Linked DNA regions of Mus musculus: all the other regions are linked to region 2. The links are chromatin contacts, called in public promoter capture Hi-C maps. All regions are on one chromosome and are shown on one strand. The core of a region is the stretch at or near the end of the contact, and the rest is flanking DNA. Distances in the headings are between cores, read along the strand shown.

Region 1 (3,034 bases), core at 310-2,809, about 22 Mb after region 2:
GATTCCTTATAACCCTCAAGGTCAGAGGATAGTAGAAAGGTCCACTCAGACTCTAAAGGACTTGCTGACTCAGTTTACCTCCCCTGAATCCAAACATGACCTTCCCCTGGCCCTGGCAGAGGCCCATTTTCACCTAAACTTCCTCACCTTTGATCAGGGATTAAGCCCTACCTATAAACATTGGGCTTACCTACCTAGGAATACCACTCTTCCATTGGTACAATGGAGAGAGTCCCTAACATCACAGTGGCATCCACCCTTTGTTGACACAAGGGCTAGGCTATGCTTGTGTTTTTCCACAGGACTCTACAACACCATGATGGGTGCCAGTACAAAACATCCAACCAGCCATGGAAAAGGAGGACAGGGACGAAGCCTCCTCTCTGAAGACCTTCTACCTGAGGAAATGGCACTTGTTAGAGCTATGTCTCTACTTGCCTGTGATCCCTGTTTTCATGCCATTTGCCTTACACCCAATCAAGTACAAAATATTTCCCAGGCCCATGAACAAAACTCAAAGTTCAGCTAACAGTTCAATCAGTAATTTTGCTGAAAGCAAAAAATCCCCCAAAAGAACTTTTGGTTGCCAAAGAATCTGTGATCCTATATTGAAGTAATTCACTTTGTCAAGTAACTTCTACTGATTACGCTCATGCAGATAAATTTAGTCATGGTTGAGAAATTTGAAACCTTAATCTCAACATCTTTAGCATCACAATCTCACCATATTTTAAATTGGAGCTACATATTTTAATTGGAGCTAAAGATTTCGCAATTCACTATAAATAATGTTTATACAAAGTGCTATTAGTTCATAGAAACTATTAATTAAATAACATTTACTTTGTGGTCAGAAAAATTCTGGCTTCACGTTTCAAGTAAAGTCAAAGTAGTAACAGGGGCCATAGTGACCCTATTTCATTGTTGAATTCCAAGGCAAAGGTACTGAGCTGTGATGGTGTGTGGTGATGTGTGGTGGTGGTGGTAGTGGTGGTGGTGGTAGTGTGTGTCTGAAACAAGGTCTTGCTAGGCTTAAAGGCAGTGGCTACCAAGCCTGCCTGTTTGAGGTTAGAAATGCAGTCCCAGGACTCACAGGTAAATGCCTCTTCTGACTTCACTTGGGGAGGATGAGATGAAATGTGTAAATGAAAATCCTAATCACTAGAGTCATTTTCATCTCTAATATTCCCAAAACCAGAACTTTCGAAGACAAGCCAAACAACCCCAAATGCCTCGTTTGGTTAGTTATCCTGGAGATGCACATCTAACCTTTGAACGGCACTAAATAGAAGGAAGGAAAAGTTTTAGAGCCTCTCTCATCCTTCCCAGCTACTTCTAGAGGGAATATTTCTATGACCCGGCTTATCCGGTCCGGTTAAGCACCGGGGTCCATTGCCCTCTCTGGTAACCCGCCAAAGCAAAGGAGAGGCGGCGACCACACTGACGTTCCCAGGAAGAAGGCCGGAACCTTTGAATTGGATCCCTGCACACAGAATCCGGAGGGATATTTCAGGTGCACCGCTGCTCATTCTTCAGGCGGAAGTGAGGAAGGTGGGGCGTCTTATTCTAGCAGAAATAAGTAGGTCCTTGAAGAGTAAGGCTGGAGGGAATCGTGTCTTTGTGACACTTCTGGCAAAGCTGAGGGAATGGGCGTCTGAAGAAGCCCTCGGAAGGGACCCGTATTGTTGTGACACCGCTGGCACTCTCCGAGGGACGCGTGTCGCTGAGGCACCGGTGCACGCTAAAGGAGCGGGTGAGATAGGGTGACGATGGGGATGTGGGCATCGGTGGACGCTATGTGGGACTTCCCTGCGGAGAAGCGAATCTTCGGGGCGGTGTTGCTCTTTTCCTGGACGGTGTATCTTTGGGAGACCTTCCTAGCACAGCGGCAGGTGAGCATTGACGTGTCTCCCCCGGCTGAGCCCCTGGACAGCCTTAGGCCAGCCCGAGCCTCTACCCAAGCCCCTTAGTGTTTGCCCGGATGTAGCAAACCGTAACCCCCGGTGAGCTTCCTAACTTTTCCTAATGGTGACTGCCGCTTTGAGGAGTTTTTGGAAAGGCAGAAGTTGTTTGCAACGTTGTAATGGGACCCAAGCCTGTAAGCGGCTAATGAAAGGGAAGAACTGCCCTACCGCCAAACTTGAGCATGTCTATGCCTGCTTTACAGCGTCTTAAGAATCTTTGGACCGGGACTTGACCAAGCCTCGTTGGTATAGGCTTTCTAAGTGGAGGTGCTAAATTTGTAGAATAATAACTTCCCATGATATTGATGTTACCATGCTCAACCTCACTTTGCAACCGTTCCAAAGACTCGCACGCCGTTTGAAAATCCTCATTAGAGCAAATGTTGTTTGGGGCCACAATGTGTGTGTGTTTCATTAAAATTTCTCTTTGGGTTTTTTGTTTAAAACGTTAAATAGTGCAGTAGAAAAGCTAACAGTTTTCCATGGAGATAGCCATAATTAACAGTTTAATTCGAAATGTGAACGTTTTAGTGAGATGGACTTTGAAACAACAAAACAAGTTATCTGCAACATTATAATGGGTCCCAAGCCTGTTGGTGTCTAATAAAAGGAAAGGACAGCCCTGCCGTCAAACTTATGCAGGTCTATGCCTGCTCTGCAGTGTCTAAGTTTGGACAACACTCGTCTGTGTCGTCCTTGAGAACCTTCCCCTTTAACTGCTGGACCTATTTCTTGAGCTCTGCAGTCCTTTTCGTCTGCAGTTTTCTTCTAACTTACACTGTATGTGAGTTTCTTTGCCAGGCAAGTGCTCTCCCACTGAACTACATTTCCCAGCCCTTCGTGACTCTCCGGATTGCAAGTTTGAAATTTTTTTTTTTTTTTTGGTTTTTTTGTTTTTTGTTTTTTGAGACAGGGTTTCTCTGTATAGCCCTGGCTGTCCTGGAACTCACTCTGTAGACCAGGCTGGCCTTGAACTCAGAAATCCGCCTGCCTCTGCCTCCAGGGTGCTGGGATTAAAGGCGTGTGCCACCAAGCCCGGCACAAGTTTGAATTTTAAAAATCTGTCAGTG
Region 2 (2,866 bases), core at 352-2,851:
AAACATTAACTTTTGTAAAATTTAAGGAATTTCAAGCTAATCAATCAAATGTAGAGTTAGAAGGTCAGGGGTTCAACTGAGACCAGCCCAAGCTTAACGAGACTCTGTCTTTAAGAAATTTTAAAGTCAGTGGGCAACACTAGCTAGACATGGTAGTGCATGCCTTAAAACCAAAGCCTTAAAACCAAATACTCAAGAAGCAGATGCAAATGGATCTCTGTGCATTCCAGGTCACCCAGGGCTACAGAGAAACTCTGCCTAAAAAAAAAAAAAAAAAAAAAAAGTAAGAATGTAAATGAATAAAATCCAAACTCTAAGAAGATGGAATTAAAAGGATCAGATAAGACTATGTCTTCAAAATAAAATGAAATGAAAATTTTAAAATGTGAAGTCAGATATGATGAGACTACATGTGAATTCTACCATATTCTGCATGTGACTCTGTCTCTAAAAAGAAAAATTAAAATAAGCCTTAAATATTGAATCATTAATTCAACATTCAGAGGGGTGAGGCAGTCTGAAGCCAACCTGAGCTAGACTAAGGCCCCATCTAAAAAAACAAAAACAAAAACAAAAAACAAAGAAAAAATTTAACTTGACACAAACCAAGGTATAATTCTAGATATTCCATTAACTTTCAGCTTGTAGTTCCAGCTTGGGGAGGCAGATGCAGAACTGCCAGGTAATTTAAAAGCACTCTTGGCTGATCTGCGTTCTAGGTGGGCCTGGGCAGCAAAGTAAGGTCATGCCTCAAATAAAATAAAATAATAAATGAAACCAGCAAATTAAGGTCGAAGATGATGGCAACCATCACTATTAGTAAACTCAATGCCTGCGATCTGTTCCTGGGAAGAGAAGAAATCAGAGTTCCTTTGGCATCTTGGGTCAAGTGGCCCTCAATCAAAACTGTGCCCTTCTGGAGGTGACTGACTTACCAGAAACAAGAACTGATGGCAGAACTCAGAATCCCAGCAGGCCCAGGCAGTCAGTCCAAGCTCGGACTCCAAGTGCTGGTGAGTGTCTTCCCGAGCTTCTCTAAAGCTTTTATAGCCATCTTCACTTCAAACTTCCGGCCTGAGGCGTTTTCATCCGTCTCGCACTTCCGGCCTGCAGCGTTTTCATCCGTATCTGTCTCGCACTTCCGGCCTGAAGTGTTTTAGCCGTATCCGGTCCCACACTTCCGGGTTCCGTTTTATACTTCCGGCCTGAAGCGGTTTTTATTTTTTTGTTTTTCGGCGGTTTGTTTTTTGTTTTTTGTTTTCTTTTTGGTCGCCCCTCCCCCGGCTCGGTCCGCGTATTCTGTCTCACATTTCCGGTTTGTAGTCCCGCCTGTCAACCACAAGCCGTCCTCTGATTGGATGACTGAGTTTCCGCCACGTCTGGGCGTTTTCTGTTTCTGTATTGATTGACAACATAGTCTCCGTGGAAAAGGAAAAAAAAAAAAGAAAGAAAGAAAAAAACAGCCGGGAAAACCGCGCACATCCGCGGAGAGGCAGATGCAGGCGGATCTCTGGGGAGGTAAAGCCAAATTCACGGAGATGAGGGAAAAAAATCCTGAAAGCCGCGGAAGCGGTTCACGCCCTTAATCCCAGAACTCCTGTGAGCGATTCAGGCGGATCCCTGTGACGTCCGGAGCAGCCTGCTCTACGTAGAGCTCCAATACAGCCAGGACTACATAGTGAAACTCTGACTCAAAAAATAATAATTTAAAAAAAAAAACTGAGATTCCGTGAAAGTCAAAAGCCGATGCGTTAATTCACTTCATTCAATTTGTTTTCTGTATTTGCTTTACTTATTTATTTTCTTGTTAATTCACTTGGTTCTGCATTTCTTTCATGAATGAAAAAATAATAAACTAAGGACATGGCTGCTTCTAAGTATGGTGGAGGAGGAGGTTTATTGTAGGGGAAAAGGGAAGCATAGGCAGACAGCTGGGGGAGTTCAGAGTGGACATAACCCCTGAGCCATAAGACCCGGGTGCTGTGGCCAAAAGGTAAAAAGGGGGCAGGTAACTAAAATGGCTGGGTTATATAGAGAAGGGCAACACAAGCTGGAGAATTTGGGGTAGAAGGTGGAGTGTGCCAGCCATACCCTGTAACAAGGGGTACTGGGAGAACGTGGCAGCCTGGTCCACATTGATATGTTAAATAGGCACCTCAGCCATTTATTTGAGACTTAGAGTTTCAGAGGTGGAATCTTGCTCAGTACCTAAGGTTGATTTGGAACTCCAACTCTTAGCCAGTCTCCAGTCTCCACCTTCCTCTGGGGTTGAGCCAAGAGGAAGTTGTGAGCCAACATACCTGGCGGAATTGTATTCATTTGTGGCCCACTTAGTTCTAAGTATGAGTCACTGGGGATAGGAGTTTTAATCTGTGCCTGACGAATAGACATTTCTTAAAGCTGATATTATTATTGGCAAAGTTACGAATATGTTCTGGATCAGGGCCTGAGCTGGATGCTCTCTACCAGTCATCTGCTGTGGCATCTTCTCAGAAGGCAGGAAGATGTTCCCATTAATACTGCAGTAAGTGGCCTGGGAAGAAAGCTCAGTTTATAGAACAGTTGCTGCCCAGTATTCTCAAAGGTGCACTGTCCAGCAAGCACTGCATGCACCAGACAGACACTGTGGGGCATACTTGTAATCTCAGAACTAAAAAGTTAAGAGTTAGGAGGATCAGTTCAAAGTCATTTTTCCCCAAGCTTCATTGCCGGCCCAGGCTATATAGACCCTTACTCTCAAACGATGAAGAAACTTGCCTTTGAGAACAAAGGTTTTCCACATTAGGTTTTCCAGAAGGTAGAAGATGCTTCAGAAAGTGTCAGCCAGCACACTGGCTAGAGAACATGCAATAGAGAGTGGGGGCTG
Region 3 (3,067 bases), core at 56-2,555, about 23 Mb after region 2:
GCCACTTGTCTGAAGTACCAAGATGAAAGACCATGCTGCTCGCACACATGAAAGCAGGCTGGTAGACAGAAGTTCTCTTGTTGGCTTGCATTTTCTTGGTGAAATGGAAAGCAAGACCATCAAAGAGAATATGGGAGAGTGGAGGGGAGTGAAGGGGTCCCCCAGAAGAGCGACTGGGGGAGGAGTTCAGTTTTGTACCTCTTATGGAAGCTTCTTGGAGCAGAGCAGTTTGGGTATTTGGGCAGACTCAGAGCATGCTGTTGGTTGGGATCTGAAAGAATCCGGAAGTCTCCGAGAGAAGCCCCTGTAGAATTCTCCTAAGTGGTTTCTTGGAATTCTACTTGTTTGAGTCATTTTCCTGAAAAAAACCAGTATGGTCATGGGAGGCATACCTTTTCTTTAACTCTTTCAGCAAAGACAGAAGAAAAAAAAAAGCAATAAATTACTCCTAATGGAAGGAAACAAGCCTCCTGGATGGAGTTCAAGGTACAAGGTACTTCCTAAGGAAACCTTTGTGTAGTTTTTGCAGGGTGGAGGGTATTAAAAACTCACATGGGTTTATGTAGTATTCAAAAGACAAAATCATCACCTTGGGTGCTGTAAATCTTTTGCCTACAACGCTCTGCATAGAGCTGCCCTTCCAACCTCTCCAGCCTGCACTGTTCACTCTGCAAGGCTCTTCTGGACCTCGCCTGGAATGTGCACACAGACTTTTTCTTCTGCCTCATTTTCTATTCCTCCCTCCCTTCCTTGCCAGTAAACGTTTCTGCTACGTGTTCAGAACCCGCTGTACACTAACTCCCCAAGTCCCAATCGTCTGTGAAAATCCCCATGACTTGTTAGAAGTGGGCTCGTTTGCCTCTCTACATTTAGTGCCGGATGGAAGTAGGCTCGCGACAGTTGTTCTAATGCAGGCACCGTCAGGGTGCGTTGTGTGGAAAGGCAGCTGGCTAGGACGTGAAGCCAAGCGGCCCGGCCTAAGAGGGAGACAAGCAGGCACCGGGAGAAGGCGGCGGTGCGGGGCGAGAGCACGAGATGATTTGGCCCGCAGCCTGAGGGAAGGCGGATGGGAGGTGAGAGTGTCCACCGGCTATTGCGGGACCAGGCAAAGGCCCTCAGGGTTCCGGTTAGATGCGAGTCACCAGCATCCTCTAGACCTCGGGCGAGGAAGCCCACAGAACCCACAACTCCCGAGACCCACCCGCAGTAGCCACTCAACAAGCTGCGGCGAGACGTCCCGCGCATGCGCGCCCTAGCCCCACCCTCCCCTGGGCCCGCCTCTCCCCGCCCTCTGCGTGCGCACCGCCTAGAGCCCGCCTCTCAGAAAGACGGCTGGCGCATGCGGCCCGGCCGAGCACTGGCTGCCCGAGGCTCACCACGCGCGCGCCGGCCTTGCTGTGGCTGACACGAGACTCCGAAGCCGGCCTCAGGTAGGCAGACTTCAGGGATCCCGGTGGAACGGCTCCCGGGTGCAAGAGCCTGTGGCGCCGACAGAGCCCGGCGCGGACGGCCACGCCGCCGGGGCGATAAACGTCTCTTCTCACCAATCAGGGGAGAGCTGGCCCGGCGTTCTGCCCAATGGGCTGCATCTCTAACGGGAGTGGGGCGGGCAGTCCCGGAACGCGAGCTGCCGGCTCCCGCGCGCGGGCCGCGTGGCCCGGCTAAGGAAAGGGGCCGAGTCCGGCGACGCGGGCAGCCGGGCTTGGTGAGGTAGAGAGCGCGGTGTGCCGCCGCGGAGGGGTCTCCCAGAGCCCCAGCCTGTGATGGGGCCCGACTGGCGGCCTTGAGCTCCTCCCGGCGCTGCCCGGCGCGCGGGAGGAAGGGGCTTGTAGGTTCGCTGGGCCTCACGGCCCAGGCTACCCAGCTGCTGTCTCTCTTTCCAGCCCAGCGCGAAGATGCTGGCGTTCTTGAGGCCACTACGTCAGCGTGGCTGCCTTACGTCCACACTCATTATTTTAAATCCTCAGCAGCCGGGTGACGCGGGTGGGTGCTGCTGTGGTTCTCGTCCCACTTTTTACGGCGGTGCGAACCCGGGCATCAGGCACTTCGGGGCTAGATTTAGATTTCAGCACATCTGCGGTGGATCCTGAGCCTGATTTTCACCAACTTCATTTTTTTTTTTTTTTAACAAAAGCTTTCACATTTTTCATTCGTGAATTTATCTGGTGCCCCTTGCTCTATATTATAGCTCCTGTACTTGAAAAACCTTTTGTGTCTTGTCATCTTCAGAAAAAAAAGTGCAGCGTGGACATTCAACTTTGCCCATGGACTGGCCCCTGGCCATCCCTTTGCCCTAATCTTTTTTTCTTGGTGCATCCTGTGGGCTCACCTGCTTGTTCATGCTTTGCCTGATTCCTAGCTCATTTCAGTCAGTCAGCCTTACGGGCCCATTACAAGGCAGGTTTTCAAAAGGAGCTCCTGGATCCTCCCTCAGTCCAGGTCATCTCTCCCGGAGATACTTAAGTTGGACCCACATTTGACTTAAGTTTGTGGTACCCCCAGCATGTGAGTAGCTCTCCCATAATAGGTAGTTTGTAAACGTTAGGGAATGGGTCCTCTCCAACTGGCTCTTTGTGGCTTTTGGAATATTTTTTTGCCAGTCACTCTGGGAGACTGCCAGAATCTTAGTGTCTGTCTGTCTGTCTGTCTGTCTGTCTGAGTCTCAATCTCTCTCTCTCTCAGAAACACACACGCACATACACACAGAGAGATCTGAATAAAGTTGGGACAAGATGAGGTGATCCCGTGACAACCTGTTCTGAACTGAGGAATCTGTAGGAACATCAGAAATTGACTCAGTGAGTCTAGGCTGTAGTCTTAGTAAGAAATGCCAGGATGCCAGGTTTGGACTTATCTAAAATACTAAAATATAGCCAAGTTTGATAAATGCATTAATAAGAAGGAACCATATAATTATGAGGTGATACAGTTTTTCTCTCAAGGATATTGTCTACCCTTTTGGGGTTCACAGTCTGCATAAGCATACTAAACACTCCTGAAGGTCTTGGGTTAAAGACTAGTCATCATTTCTTTTGATTTTTTTTTTTTTTCTGCCCATAAAGTCACC
Region 4 (3,147 bases), core at 215-2,714, about 21 Mb after region 2:
TAGCTCTGGCTGATGTGGAACTTGCCATGTAGATCATGCAGGCCTCAAACTCGGGGTGTTCCTCCTGCTTCTGCCTCCGGAGTGCTGGGGAGTTACATTCCTAAACTAGCTCTTTACAGTTGCTAGCTAGCACAAAGGGCTTAGAACAGTTCTTTACAAATGTAAATTCTACCACCTCACAAGTTCCTAGTGAAATTCCAAGTCCTTACACTAATCTTAAAAGCCCCAGCATACTTGTCCACCCTCTTATTCCCTTGCTCCCGCTGCTCCTGCTACACTGCTCTGCATGCTAGTCTGCCAAGCTCAGGGCCTTTGCACCTGCTGCTCCTGTGACCACATGTCCCTATGGCATCTTCCCTCGTCCTCCTTTTTTTCTTCTCTTTTTTCCTTCTTTTATTTTTTTTATTGGATATTTTCTTTATTTACATTTAAATGTTTTCCCCTTTCCAGGTCTCCCCATCGGAACCCCCCTATCCAATCCCCCCTCCCCCTGACTCTATGAGGGTGTTCCCCACCCACCCACTCCTGTCTTCCCTCCCTGGCATTCCCCTACACTGGGGCATCGAACATTCTCAGGTTCAAGGGCCTCTCCTCCTACTGATGTCCAAGTCCATCCTCTGCCACATAGGCAGCTGGAGCCATGGGTCCCTCCATGTGTACTCTTTAGTTGGTGGTCCAATCCCTGGGAGCTCCGGGGGGGTGGGGCGGGAGGGAGGATCTGGCCAGTTGCTCCCTCCATGGTGCTGCATCCTCTTAAGCTCTACTCAGTTGTCACTCTTGGGTGAATCCCGTTTCCTGTTCTAACTTGCTCCGTAGAAGCACAAGCTCACACCTGAGGCTCTATCTTCTGTTTTCACTGCACTCCTGGCCATTTGACAAGTTTCCCGTATTTCCTTATAATACGTTTCCCCCACTGGACAGCAAGTTCCAGAAAGATGAGAATGCTTCATGCTCAGGTATAGCAGGTGCTCTGAGGTAACTGTATAAAGGACATGAAGGCCCCTGGTAGATCTCTATTCAGATGTGAAGGAATGAAAGCCTGAGTGTGCAGTCCAGCTCTGCAGGGGCAGGCTGGACTGACTGTGAGATACTGCAGGCTGATGCTACTGCTGCCAGGATTTTAACAAAGCATAAACCAAGCCGTGCACAATACTCACTGAGCACTCACTAAAGACACCTGGTTGTCGTCCCTTCCGTGCAGAGCAACAAATCCGAAAACCTTGGACTAGGCGGGTGCTGTGGAATCCCTATCGTCTTTCCAGATTTAAGAACCGAGGGGGGAAAAGGATGCCCCCGTCCACGCCCACTCACCCATCCCATGCCAGATCACCAGCGGTGGTGGTGAAGGTGGGTCCAGATGCCCCAGGGCCCAGGCGGCGCAGCACCAAGGCAGCAGAGCGGCAGCTAGCAGCCTCCGCGAACAGGACGACGCCATCTTAGCAATCACATGACCGCGGGGACTGTGGACCAAAGTAATTCCGGTGGCCACGCCCCCTGCCGGGCTCTGCATCCTGACAGAGACGTTTATTCATTGCTTAACACCCACCAGACTCTACTATATAAGGGCTTTCCATCTTTTAATTGATCTTATGCACTGCTCTCATTTTACACCCAAGGACGCCTAGGTGACAATTCCCCCTTCCCCCTACGGAACTTTGCCTTCTCTTTCAGCTGTGTATTAGCAGAAAAGAGCTGTTTATTCGCTAACAATTATGTCATTTGCACGTAATTTTAATTCTATGTGTGGGCGTTTCATATGTGTACGGCTCGCGTTCTACAGCGCATGTGTGGAGGCCAGAGAACCGCTTGCAGGAGCGGTCAGAGGGATTGAACTGAGGTCATCCATCAGGCTTGGCTGCAGGTGCTTTCCCCCTAGGAGACTGTTTTTATTTTAGCACATGTGTGAGAAATTAGGTAAGGTCCTCGGAGGCGGAGGCAGAAAACTCTTCAGCACAGTGCCATAGTACTTATAGCCCTTGGAAGAAAAGGCTCAGTGTCGGGACTGGGGAAGGGAGACTTGATTTTCATCCAGGGCAAGTTATATCATGGTGAGGTTTGGTTTGGATCGTAAAGCTAAGATGGGGTTTCAAAAGCTAAAGATGTAATTAGGGAGGAGGAAGTTTGGACTCCTGAAGAGGGAAAAAAGTATCTTATTAAAGATGTAATAAGACTTCCAGGCTGTCATGGACTCTCAGGTATTTCATGTACTAGGAAGATGGGAAACATAGCTACGTCCTATCCAAGCTCCACTCTGGTTTATTATAGCCCAGAGGCTCCTGTCTATGCTCCCACATCTTTTCTAGATTCCCTCAGTGCAGCCTCGGCACCTCAATGACAGTGTCAAACATTTTTTCCCCTAAAAAAGCATTAAAAATGTTTAAAGGAATCTGTTAAATAGGGTGTATTCACGGTACAGTGGGACTCTCTGACACCGGCTTTATAAAGGATGAAGTAGTCTTGTAGAGAGCGACATATGAAAAATCTAGAAGAATAACCGGTTGTGCACCCACATGAAACCCTTCTGTACCACCCCACTGAAACCAGCAGTTACTTAGTAATTGGAAAGCCAATTAAAATACAGGATTAGGATGCATTATACAGTGCACAGTCTGATAAGCGTTGGGCCAGCTAGATTGTTCAGCTGGATAAAACAATGGCCACTAAGCCATTCCTGATCCTTTCCTCTTGAGAACTATGATAGCTTGAGGTTAAAAAAAACAAGTTGTGCAAGCTGTCTTCTGAGCTCTATACACCGACAGTCACATGTCCCCATAGAGACTCATAAACACACAATGTAAACAAATAAATCAGAGTAAAAACAAAGGAAAGCAAAAATAGGCCCGGGGCCAGGAAGACAGCTCTGTCTTTAAAGTGCTTGCTGCTTCAGCGTAGAATCTGAGTTGGATGGCCACACCCGCAGGTGTAGGGAAGTGCAATCCCAGTGTGGAGGAGGCAAAGACAAGGGGATCCCTGGGTTTTGCTGGCTGCCGGGCCACAGTCTAATCAGATCGCCAGGTTCCAGGTTCAGTGGGAGCCTTTGTCTCAGATATGAGGTGAGAGGGATGGAGAAAGAAACCAGATAGGTCTCAGTAGCCCAAGTTGGCCTGGAATTTTCTATGTAGCTTCGAATGACTGAACTCTTGCTTT
Region 5 (2,732 bases), core at 136-2,635, about 28 Mb after region 2:
TTTCATTATTGTTTTGGAGATGGGAGTCTATGTAGCTCTGGCTGGTCTGGACCTTAAAAGTGTAAACCAGATGAGGGTGGTCTTGAGTTCACAGAGTTCCATCTGCCTTTGCCTCCCAAGTGCTGGGAATACAGTCAGGCTTCAAACCTATCATCTTCCTGCTTCAGCCTTTGACTTCAGGTTTCTTATTTGGGGAGCTGGAATATTGTAGGTCCAAAGCCAAATTATCTATCTTAGCCCCCAATCAACCATTTATTGTTCACCTCTATGTGACCTAACATTCTTGTGACTATTAGGTAAGTCCATTTGTAACATACAAACAGAATCCTAGCTTCCAAACCCAAAGGCTAAGAATGTGATTGTAAGGGTCCATGACTTTTCAAAGAATGACACCCTGGATTCAAAAAGTATGTAAATACAAAGAGTGTTTTATTTTGCAGAAGTTCAGCATGCTGGGGTCTCCCATTACCAAGAAAGACCGAGAAGTGAGCTTGCAGGCCCAATTTAAAGCACACTGGGGGAGTTCTGAGGTAGGTGGGCTTTGTCTTACTCTATCTCTAGTCAAGTGCAGCAGTGAGGAGGAAGGAAGTTTAATCTGTAACTGATTGTGAACCATCCATTGAGATAACTCACTACCTTTGGATCAGCTTGTCTCATCCCTCTCGTCATCATTTGGCATCTGGGGCCAATAACAGTACCAGCTTTGCTAGAAACCATCTCTACCAAGTTATCTGAAAAAAAAATTGCCATGATTCATAGCTTTGTTCTGTTACTATAAAAAACTCCATGAAAATGCTACCACTGCCGACTCCAATTTTCAAAGGTTTGTGTTCATCCAGGCTCAGTTTTCACTCTTTTTCTTCTCTCTTCAGAGTTTTCCCTAATGGCCCGAGTCAGGGTAACAGAGCTAAGCTTAAAGTCTTTCCCTGCGGTTAGAATATAACCTAAGTGCTTTTCCATAACCGACTCAACTCTCCATTAATGACTTTCCATTCCACTTATCCAGCCCTAACCTTCTAACATGCCCTTCTCTCTTGGCGGGTCACTGCATCCAAGTCTCTGCTCTTTTCAGTCCTCAAGTCTTGGTTCCAAGGTCACCTCTTTAGAGGCCTTCTTTGCAAACCTCAAACTGTTCTCATTTTCCTTTGGTTTCCTTCCCAACAATGCCGTTGTTCCTACTGACTCCTGTGCTTGCCTCTTCGGTTAGGCCGCTTCTCTTGGGAAAGGGAAACCCGGGAGATTGAACCACTGGTCTGCCTAAACGTCAATCCAGGTTCTGAAACTGAAATGCCTTGGGTCTCCAGCCACGTTAGGAAGAACCGGAACCGCGAGCGGAAGCTGGCGCAGCGCACGGAGGCCCCGCCCCTTCCTGTCACGGCGGCCGGCAGCTGGCGGCGGGGCCCCGGCGCCCGCTCTGCCCGCCCCCTCCCTGCCGCCCCGCCCGCGCCGCCGCGCCGGCCGCTGTCAGAAGCGCGTTGTATGCTGAGCAGCTGTCGTCGGCTGCTCCCGCACGTCCTGGTCCCGAGCTGCCCGCCGCTGACCCGCACACTGCGGCTCTTCCCTCTCCACCTCATGAAGCCGTTGGTCGTGTTCGTTTTGGGCGGGCCCGGTGCGGGCAAGGGGACCCAGTGCGCGCGCATTGTCGAGGTGAGGCCGTGCGGGAGGGCGACGGAGAGCTCCCGGGCTGAGCGGAGCGGGCCGGGGCCGGAGGGAGCAGCCGCGTTGGCGGCCGCGCCCCTCGCTGTGGGGAGCGGACTACGAGTCCCGACGGCCACCGCGCGCCCGGGCCGAGGGGCGTCGAGTCTACGAGTGCTTTGTTTCCGCGCGCCCTTGCTTCCACTCCTGGGATCCGGGTCTTCTCGCTACATCTCTGGCTGTCAGTCTCCGGCTAACCGGCCTCGAGGAACCCGACCCGGATCTTGTGGTAGTTAAAGTGCCGGATTTGTGAGAGCCCAGGCGCTAACCTTTGGCCCAGCTGACAACTCACGCCCTTTTCCTTGGGCGAGTGAGTCACTCACTCTCAGTGAACCTCAGTTGTCTAAGCAAATAAAAAACTCTGCTCTCCGAGAAAGTAAAACACCACCCAACTATAAAATCCTCTTATCATTTTTTAAATAATGTTTGCTTTAGGACTGCAGAGATGGCTGAACGGGTAAGGGCGCCTACCACCACGTTCCATCCCTGAGACCCACAGAGAACCACAACCCCACTCCCGCGAGTTGTCCTATGATGTTCACTCTAGAGCTCAAGGGTTTGCCCACACAAATAACTAAATACAATTAAAGTTTTGACATAAGTTTACCAGTTCCATTCTTTTAGTATTTGAGGTCAGGGGTGGCATGTACACGGAGAGAGGCAAAGACTTTAAACTCAAGCAGGTATGGGTTCTAGCCCGTGTTAGCTGTAGTGATGGACTGTCTTGTTTTTTCTAGCCCCTATGAGCTGTAATGATGCGGTGAGGAAGGCTTAATGGACTGTCTTGGGCAGTGTTTTAAAGGAAAACAAGACAATCAGAAAGAAATGGCAGGGTTGGGGAAAAACACCCAACATTCACCTTTAAATTGAGTGCTTGATAAAAGGTTTTGACCCAGAACTTGATAATTTCTTCTTTTCCTATAAGCCGTGGCCTATATTTGCTTTGTATTTTTTTCCACGTTCATATATTCAGCTCCTGCCCTATAGTCTATTCTCTAAAGAACAACCACAGATAAATAAAGTAATGTGGTCTAAAA
Region 6 (3,023 bases), core at 181-2,680, about 22 Mb after region 2:
AACAAATATTTTAATTTCCCTTTATAATATATAAATATTATATATTACAATATATAATAAATAAATATATAATATAAACATTTTGAGGGGAGCCTGGTCTTGGGAGAAAGTAGAGATGAACAAGACTGCTGTCTTAGAGGCAAATAAACACTTTGTCTTGCTGGCCTCCCTGGTCTATTACTCTAGCCTTCAGAAGAATCCCTTAAGAGCAAATATCAGGAAGTAGCGTTCTCTTCCCCTTTAGCACATCCTGTTTTTTCTCAGTCTCTTTTAAGAATTTGATGAGTGAAGGGACGGAATGCATACACAGGAAGATGGCCGTGGGTTCAAGACACTATTTGTAACAAGAGAGGCTTTGGAAAATAATACCTAATAACCATTTTTAAGTAGCTGCTTATTCCATGTTACCCTATAACTGGCTCTCCCCCAAACAACCTGAGAGATGGCTCAGCAGGTGAGAGAGTTTGGTAATCTCTCATAGGACCCTGGTTCCTTCCCCAACACCCACATCACACACCCTCATCCATCAGCTGAAACTCCAGCTTCAGGTACTGCAATGCCCTCTTCTGGCCTCCTTGGACACCTACACACACACACACACACACACACACACACACACACACGCACGCACGCACGCACGCACGCACGCACGCACACGCACACGCACACGTACGCACTCACACACGCACGCATGCACACACACGCAAGTAAAGGAGGCTAGGTATGGTGGCACATACCTTTAATCCCAGCACTTTGGAGGCAGTTCTCTGTTAGTTCGAGGCTATCCTAATCTACAATATAAAGTTCCAGGCCACCAAGGGCTACTTAGGAAGAACCTGTTCAAAAAAAAATTTTTTTTAAAGGAAAGAAAAGTTCTGCCTAGACACTAGTCAGAGCGATGCTCAAAAAGGGCAGTAGTCACAGAGAAGACTAATGTATATCAGCGGCAGGAGGCATTCCAAGTTAGAAGTGATCACGAGGGAGGGTGTAATGTCTCTTTAACTCGGGTCAGAGGGTGAGTCCTTTTGTCTCTTGAAGGAAAGACTAACCTAAAGGAGTCTGGGATAGCCACAACCCTTGTATTATATAAGGATAATAAACACACATCTTATAAAGGTTGCTGTGAAGAGCATACTGTGATAATTGATAGAAAGCGCTTAGAGCAGTACATGGCACACAGTATGAGCTCTGTAAATGTTGGTCGTTCCCTTCACTTTATTCTCTTCACTCTCCTCCCTCTCCACCCGGCTTCATTCATTCTTTTCCAAGGGCACGCAGGGGGCGTGTCCTCCCTCCCGCCGCTTCCACCTAAGCCCCGCCCCCGGCTCTTCCCGGATTGGTTCCTAGGAGGCGGAGCCAAGGGGAGAGCCCAGTGCAGCGCGGTGGGCGGGGCGCATGCGCGGGTTGGGCTGGGTGGAGGAGGAGAGGAAGAGCTGCCGGAAGTAGGCGGTGGAGGTGGCGGCTGAGCTGGTCGCAGCTGCCAGGGAAACCGAGGCGGGAAGCACAGCGGGCAGACCCTCAACACTCGGGGTCAAGTGTGCGTCCCGCACGCCTGAAGCCGGGAGCTCGCTCCACCTAGGCCACTTCTGGGGTCCCGCAGCCTCCGCGAGTCCCTGCCTTGCCCGAAGCCCGCCAGGGGGCGCCGCGCTGAGGGGCTGAGGGGCTGCGGGGCGGGGGCGCTGACGGCTCTGACCCCGGGGCTGCTCCGGGCCGGGCGAGAGGACCGCCTGGGCGGGGACCCCAAGGCCTCAGCCCCGGACAGAGGCAGGGGTTCTTGGGGGGTGCAGGGGGCGCGTCGCCCTCTGCCCCCGCCGGCACCCTGGCCATGACAGGCAAGTCGGTGAAGGACGTGGATCGGTACCAGGCGGTCCTGGCCAACCTGCTGCTGGAGGAAGATAACAAGTTCTGTGCTGACTGCCAGTCCAAAGGTAACGCATCCGGGGCGCCGGCGGGGGGCCAGCTGCGGGGCGGCGGCGTGGCGATGAGCTGCGATGGCCTGAGTGGGGAGGGGGTTCTGGAGCTCAGGGCGAGTCCTCTTCGTATGACCACGCGAGCCACCCTCGCTCATGAGCTTGCTGGGTTTCCTCGGGCTTGGGACTTGGGGTTTGGTGTGGGCGAGTGTGTGTGTGTGTGTGTGTGTGTGTGTGTGTGTGTGTGTCAGCGAAGTGGGGATGATATAGTGGGGGGTGGGGTTGCCCGGTGTGTTCAGGTGAGACTGTCTATGTTGCAGACTCTGAATGGCTTCTGGGCTCGCTGTCATGCAGAGCTGGCAGCCTTTTACTTGGCAAAGCTGTGGGTGAGCTGCAGTGTGGTGGGGGTGGCGGTGGGGGTGACGAGGAGGAAGGTGAGATGACTAAGAGAAAAACTGTCGAAATGATATTTAAAGGTGGCATTCCTTGCTGTCTGCTATGTCGTTAGCAGCTCCTGTCATTTTACCACCTTGTTGAGCTCAGACCGAGTGCTTAGGTGGCTTTCTTCACCCAGGTCGTGTGCACTGAGAAACAGCTACCTTATGCAGTGACACAGTGCGGATTTCTAGGTAGTCTAGCCTGGGTTGTGGAGGCCTCATGCGTGTGTGGTGAGCGAAACTAGCAGACCTGGACTGTAGTGCAGGACCCGTTCAAGCAGGGAGAAAAGGAAGCAAGGAATTCCCCCAATTCGTTATTTCCCTGGTGATTACACCTTTAGAGAGGAAATAGAAATTGGCCACAACCACTTAGCCTTTGTTTTCTGTGTCTGTAAAGGTTCATGCTGTGTTACAATTAAAGGTCAATATGGTAGAAAATTTACTAGTGAATTCTGTACAGCTTTGTAGGTAGGAGCAGCTATAATTGGGAGGGGGTATTTACTTTAGTTCATTTCCTGAATTTGCCATGTAGCATATGGGTATAAAGTAGTATAAAGCATTCAGATGTGTGTGTGTATTAATGTTGAGAAAAGCAATAGATACTTAGCCCATACTTCATGTGATTATGGTTTATTTTAGAGTAAGGTTATGTAAGGAGGGCGCAAGAATGATGATG
Region 7 (3,093 bases), core at 135-2,634, about 25 Mb after region 2:
GCTGATCAGACTTGGCCATTTCTGCAAAATAATCGGTGGGCCTCTTCGTAGGGACTTGGAGCTGATGGAGTCGGGGTAATACCGCAAGCACTGCTGCCTGGGCCTGCCGGTAGCTGACATTACAGGACAGGGTGTAATGAGGGGAGGGGAAGGGCGCTCATGTCTTCTTACTGCCTCTCAGAAGTTACCTAACCTCAGAGCTATCACATCCCACCAGCACTGGCAAGATAAGACAGACACACCAACTAAAACTCCACTGATTGCACATATAACTGAAATCTCACTTTATGTTTATTTACGAGGGGAAAATACTTCCAAGAGCAAGTCAGTTTAAAACAACGAGCTTATTAAATACTGCGCAGACTATGAACTGTTTCCCAATCATTACAGAAAGAGCACTCATAACATTCCCTAGGCAAAGTGTGTTCTAATGATTGGAGGCACCCACACAAGCTTCAAATGAATTATTCTGAAACATCCCTCGAGCAGGGTTCTGGTTAAACGGCGACCAAGAACCTATTCTTTCCACCAGAGGAACCCGCTAGATCCACTCGCACGCTCGTGCTAACCCCGCCCAGTGCCTCTGAGGTTGCAGACACACTAAGACCCCCTTCCTGTAACTCCATCGCAGGACCCATAACAAACATACAAACTCATTTCCCTCTGGAAGTCGTCTTCTGGATTAACGCCTTTCTTCTGGTCCTGGTTCTGAGGTGTTGGCTGAGTCTCACTGACTTCTGGCACTGGACCCAGGGTCACATCGAGCCTTTCAACCCACTCCAGATCCCGTCTGAATTCAGCCAAGCACTGTTTCAGGCCACTCTAGGTTAAGTCAGACAAGGCGCTCATGAGAACCGCGAGTTTGACTCTCAGAAACCCAAAGTCCTATGCTCAAATATCCGCACAGGATGACGACCGCAGCGCAGGGTGCATCTTTCCCACCAGAATCGGTCTCCCAAGAGGCACAGCGCTTGTGCGCATCCTGTTCCAAGGACCCCGACCCTCGCACGAGCTCACCACGTCATTCACTGCCTTCTTCGGCTTCTCTAGCACGACATTGAGACCTGGCTTCAGGAGTCCGCGGGAAAACGCATCCTGCAACTACAGACCGGGGAGCCTCAGTACCAAAGAGCTAAATAAAGTCCCCGTCCCAGCCCCTGCCCCGCTAGCTCCGCTGCGGCCTACCTCTTGATCTGAGGCCAGGCACGCATCCGACTCCGAGTCCGACTCTGAAAGCGGAGGGGTGTCCATCTCGCGGCCTTCCGCCCCGCGAGGTTCGGCTGCCACTCCACGTGCCCACAAGCAGCACCACCGCCAACAAATTCTCCACAAGCCTCTGCCTTTTCAACAGGGACTTCCGCTTCCGGGTTCATAGCCGCACTTCCGGTTTTCTCGTTGCTATAGGAACTGCTCTAGCGTTTGGGCGTGCCCGGATTGCTTCGGATCTTTAGGAAGAGCACCTACTGATCCCTACGTAGTCTAGTAACCCAGAGCCGTGAAGCAAGAGGTAAATAGTTTCTTTGGGGTCCTCCTAAGGATCTGAGGGCGGTGGGAGTGCAGGAGAGGAAGGAAAGGCTCGGAAAGAGCCCCGGGGGTGGGGTGGAAAGGAAGAGGAGCCTAGGGGCGGGGCGATGGAGGGGCGAGGCGGGGTCAGGGAGGGGCGGGCCGGGGCCATGGGCGGGGCGGGGCGGGGCAGGAAAGGGAGATGCGCTGCTCGGCTTCACTCCCACCTACTTGCCTCTTTCTTCATCTTTTGCAATACTTTTTGACAGGTACCATGTCCACCGTGGTAGCTCAGGCGCTTCATGTTTTTGGTCTTCGGCCTCACGTGACCAACAATGTCTTCTTCTTCGATGAACAGATCATTATATTTCCTTCAGGAAATCACTGTGTGAAGTACAATATAGATCAGAAATGGCAAAAATTCATTGCAGGTAAAAAAGAAAAAAAGAAACCACCTTTTCCATTCTGACACATACATTAAAGGCATGTGCTACACAAAACCGCACAATCTCAACGATTGGGAAGATTTTTTTTTGATAACTGGGTTATCCACATATTTTTATAAATGTAAACAAAATAAATGGCCATTTACACTACTTAATCATAGATTAACGTGACACAAGTAGCCAAAATGACAGGTAAAATAACACACGTTTTAAAAGTACTTTTCCACAATGACTCCAGAGAAGAGTTACTTTAAACAGTGTTTTTCTTGTATTCTCCTGCAGTTGTGTTTGTCCTCACCAGAACCTTCTTTTGAGTCTAACGGTTTTGAGAGTACATGACCTTCATTGAACCCATGTCTGATGGAGACGCTGAAATTTTTATCTTAAGTGACAAATAACCTTTTAACATTTTTTTTTTTTTTGGTTTTTCGAGACAGAGTTTCTCTGTGTAGCCCTGACTGTCCTGGAACTCACTCTGTAGACCAGGCTGGCCTCGAACTCAGAAATCTGCCTGCCTCTGCCTCCCAAGTGCTGGGATTAAAGGTGTATGCCACCACTGCCCGGATTATTTACTTATTTTAAAGAGTTATGTATACAGTTTTCTGCCTGAATGTATACCTGCAGGCCAGAAGAGGGTACCAGATCTCATTACAGATGGTTGTGAGCCACCATGTGGTTGCTGGGAATTGAACTCAGGACCTCTGGAAGAACAGCCAGTGCTCTTAACCTCTGAGCCATCTCTCCAGCCCCTGGAATATCCCTAGTTTTATGTTAATAGTTTTACCAATTTTTCAGTTACTTTTGTAAGATTTTGTTCTAAGGGGTATCTCTCTTATTTAGTTATAGACATATTTTACATATCCTGTATTCTAATAATTTGTCAGGTATATATGTTAGAAATAATTAGCTAAGCAGTGATGCCTTTAATCCCAGCACTGGAGAGACAGGGACAGATAGATCTCTTAGTTCAAGGCCAACCTGTTCTGCAGAGTTCCAGGACAGCTAGGGCTACACAGAGAAACCCTGTCACAAAAAAACAAAAGCAAAACAAAAAGTAAGAAAGAAATATTTCTTTCTGAAGCCTGTGCTTTTTTTCTTCCTTGTGGTATCTGTGAATGAACAATAATTCTTAGTTTTTGCCGGG

Evidence for each region. Promoter capture Hi-C pulls out the DNA fragments that hold promoters and counts their contacts.
Region 1: a promoter capture Hi-C map of hippocampal neurons shows a contact between it and region 2, with 3 times the contacts expected there. The contact joins the promoter of Zmpste24 here to the promoter of Pramel12 in region 2. A contact is called at or near these places in 3 of 39 promoter capture datasets (cranial neural crest, hippocampal neurons and liver).
Region 3: a contact with region 2 is called in a promoter capture Hi-C map of pre-B cells. The contact joins the promoter of Ctps here to the promoter of Pramel12 in region 2. A contact is called at or near these places in 2 of 39 promoter capture datasets (cranial neural crest and pre-B cells) and 1 of 9 other capture datasets (liver).
Region 4: a contact with region 2 is called in a promoter capture Hi-C map of hippocampal neurons, with 4 times the contacts expected there. The contact joins the promoter of Ppt1 here to the promoter of Pramel12 in region 2. A contact is called at or near these places in 3 of 39 promoter capture datasets (cranial neural crest, frontonasal cranial neural crest and hippocampal neurons) and 1 of 484 Hi-C or Micro-C datasets (rod photoreceptor).
Region 5: a contact with region 2 is called in a promoter capture Hi-C map of pre-B cells. The contact joins the promoter of Cmpk1 here to the promoter of Pramel12 in region 2. A contact is called at or near these places in 3 of 39 promoter capture datasets (cranial neural crest, frontonasal cranial neural crest and pre-B cells).
Region 6: a promoter capture Hi-C map of pre-B cells shows a contact between it and region 2. The contact joins the promoter of Smap2 here to the promoter of Pramel12 in region 2. A contact is called at or near these places in 3 of 39 promoter capture datasets (cranial neural crest, frontonasal cranial neural crest and pre-B cells).
Region 7: a promoter capture Hi-C map of pre-B cells shows a contact between it and region 2. The contact joins the promoter of Ebna1bp2 here to the promoter of Pramel12 in region 2. A contact is called at or near these places in 3 of 39 promoter capture datasets (frontonasal cranial neural crest, liver and pre-B cells), 2 of 484 Hi-C or Micro-C datasets (CD4 T cells and regulatory T cells) and 1 of 9 other capture datasets (liver).

Annotation. Positions count from the first base shown.
Region 1 is chr4:121,096,735-121,099,768 of GRCm38.p6, reverse strand. It overlaps Zmpste24 (zinc metallopeptidase, STE24), which reads left to right and starts at 1,559. Exons shown (of 10, transcript NM_172700.3): 1 at 1,559-1,892. The coding sequence starts at 1,770.
Region 2 is chr4:143,411,161-143,414,026 of GRCm38.p6, reverse strand. Pramel12 (PRAME like 12) reads right to left here and starts at 1,601. Exons shown (of 5, transcript NM_172877.3): 1 at 936-1,601.
Region 3 is chr4:120,568,514-120,571,580 of GRCm38.p6, reverse strand. Ctps (cytidine 5'-triphosphate synthase) reads left to right here and starts at 1,305. Exons shown (of 19, transcript NM_016748.2): 1 at 1,305-1,430.
Region 4 is chr4:122,834,544-122,837,690 of GRCm38.p6, reverse strand. It overlaps Ppt1 (palmitoyl-protein thioesterase 1), which reads right to left and starts at 1,464. Exons shown (of 9, transcript NM_008917.3): 1 at 1,312-1,464. The coding sequence starts at 1,435.
Region 5 is chr4:114,985,881-114,988,612 of GRCm38.p6, reverse strand. It overlaps Cmpk1 (cytidine monophosphate (UMP-CMP) kinase 1), which reads left to right and starts at 1,385. Exons shown (of 6, transcript NM_025647.3): 1 at 1,385-1,647. The coding sequence starts at 1,480.
Region 6 is chr4:121,015,654-121,018,676 of GRCm38.p6, reverse strand. It overlaps Smap2 (small ArfGAP 2), which reads left to right and starts at 1,430. Exons shown (of 10, transcript NM_133716.3): 1 at 1,430-1,928. The coding sequence starts at 1,826.
Region 7 is chr4:118,619,090-118,622,182 of GRCm38.p6, reverse strand. Ebna1bp2 (EBNA1 binding protein 2) reads right to left here and starts at 1,384. Exons shown (of 9, transcript NM_026932.4): 1 at 1,186-1,384; 2 at 1,018-1,101; 3 at 650-822; 4 at 1-113. The coding sequence starts at 1,251. It overlaps Cfap57 (cilia and flagella associated protein 57), which reads left to right and starts at 1,398. Exons shown (of 23, transcript NM_026789.5): 1 at 1,398-1,507; 2 at 1,773-1,934. The coding sequence starts at 1,778.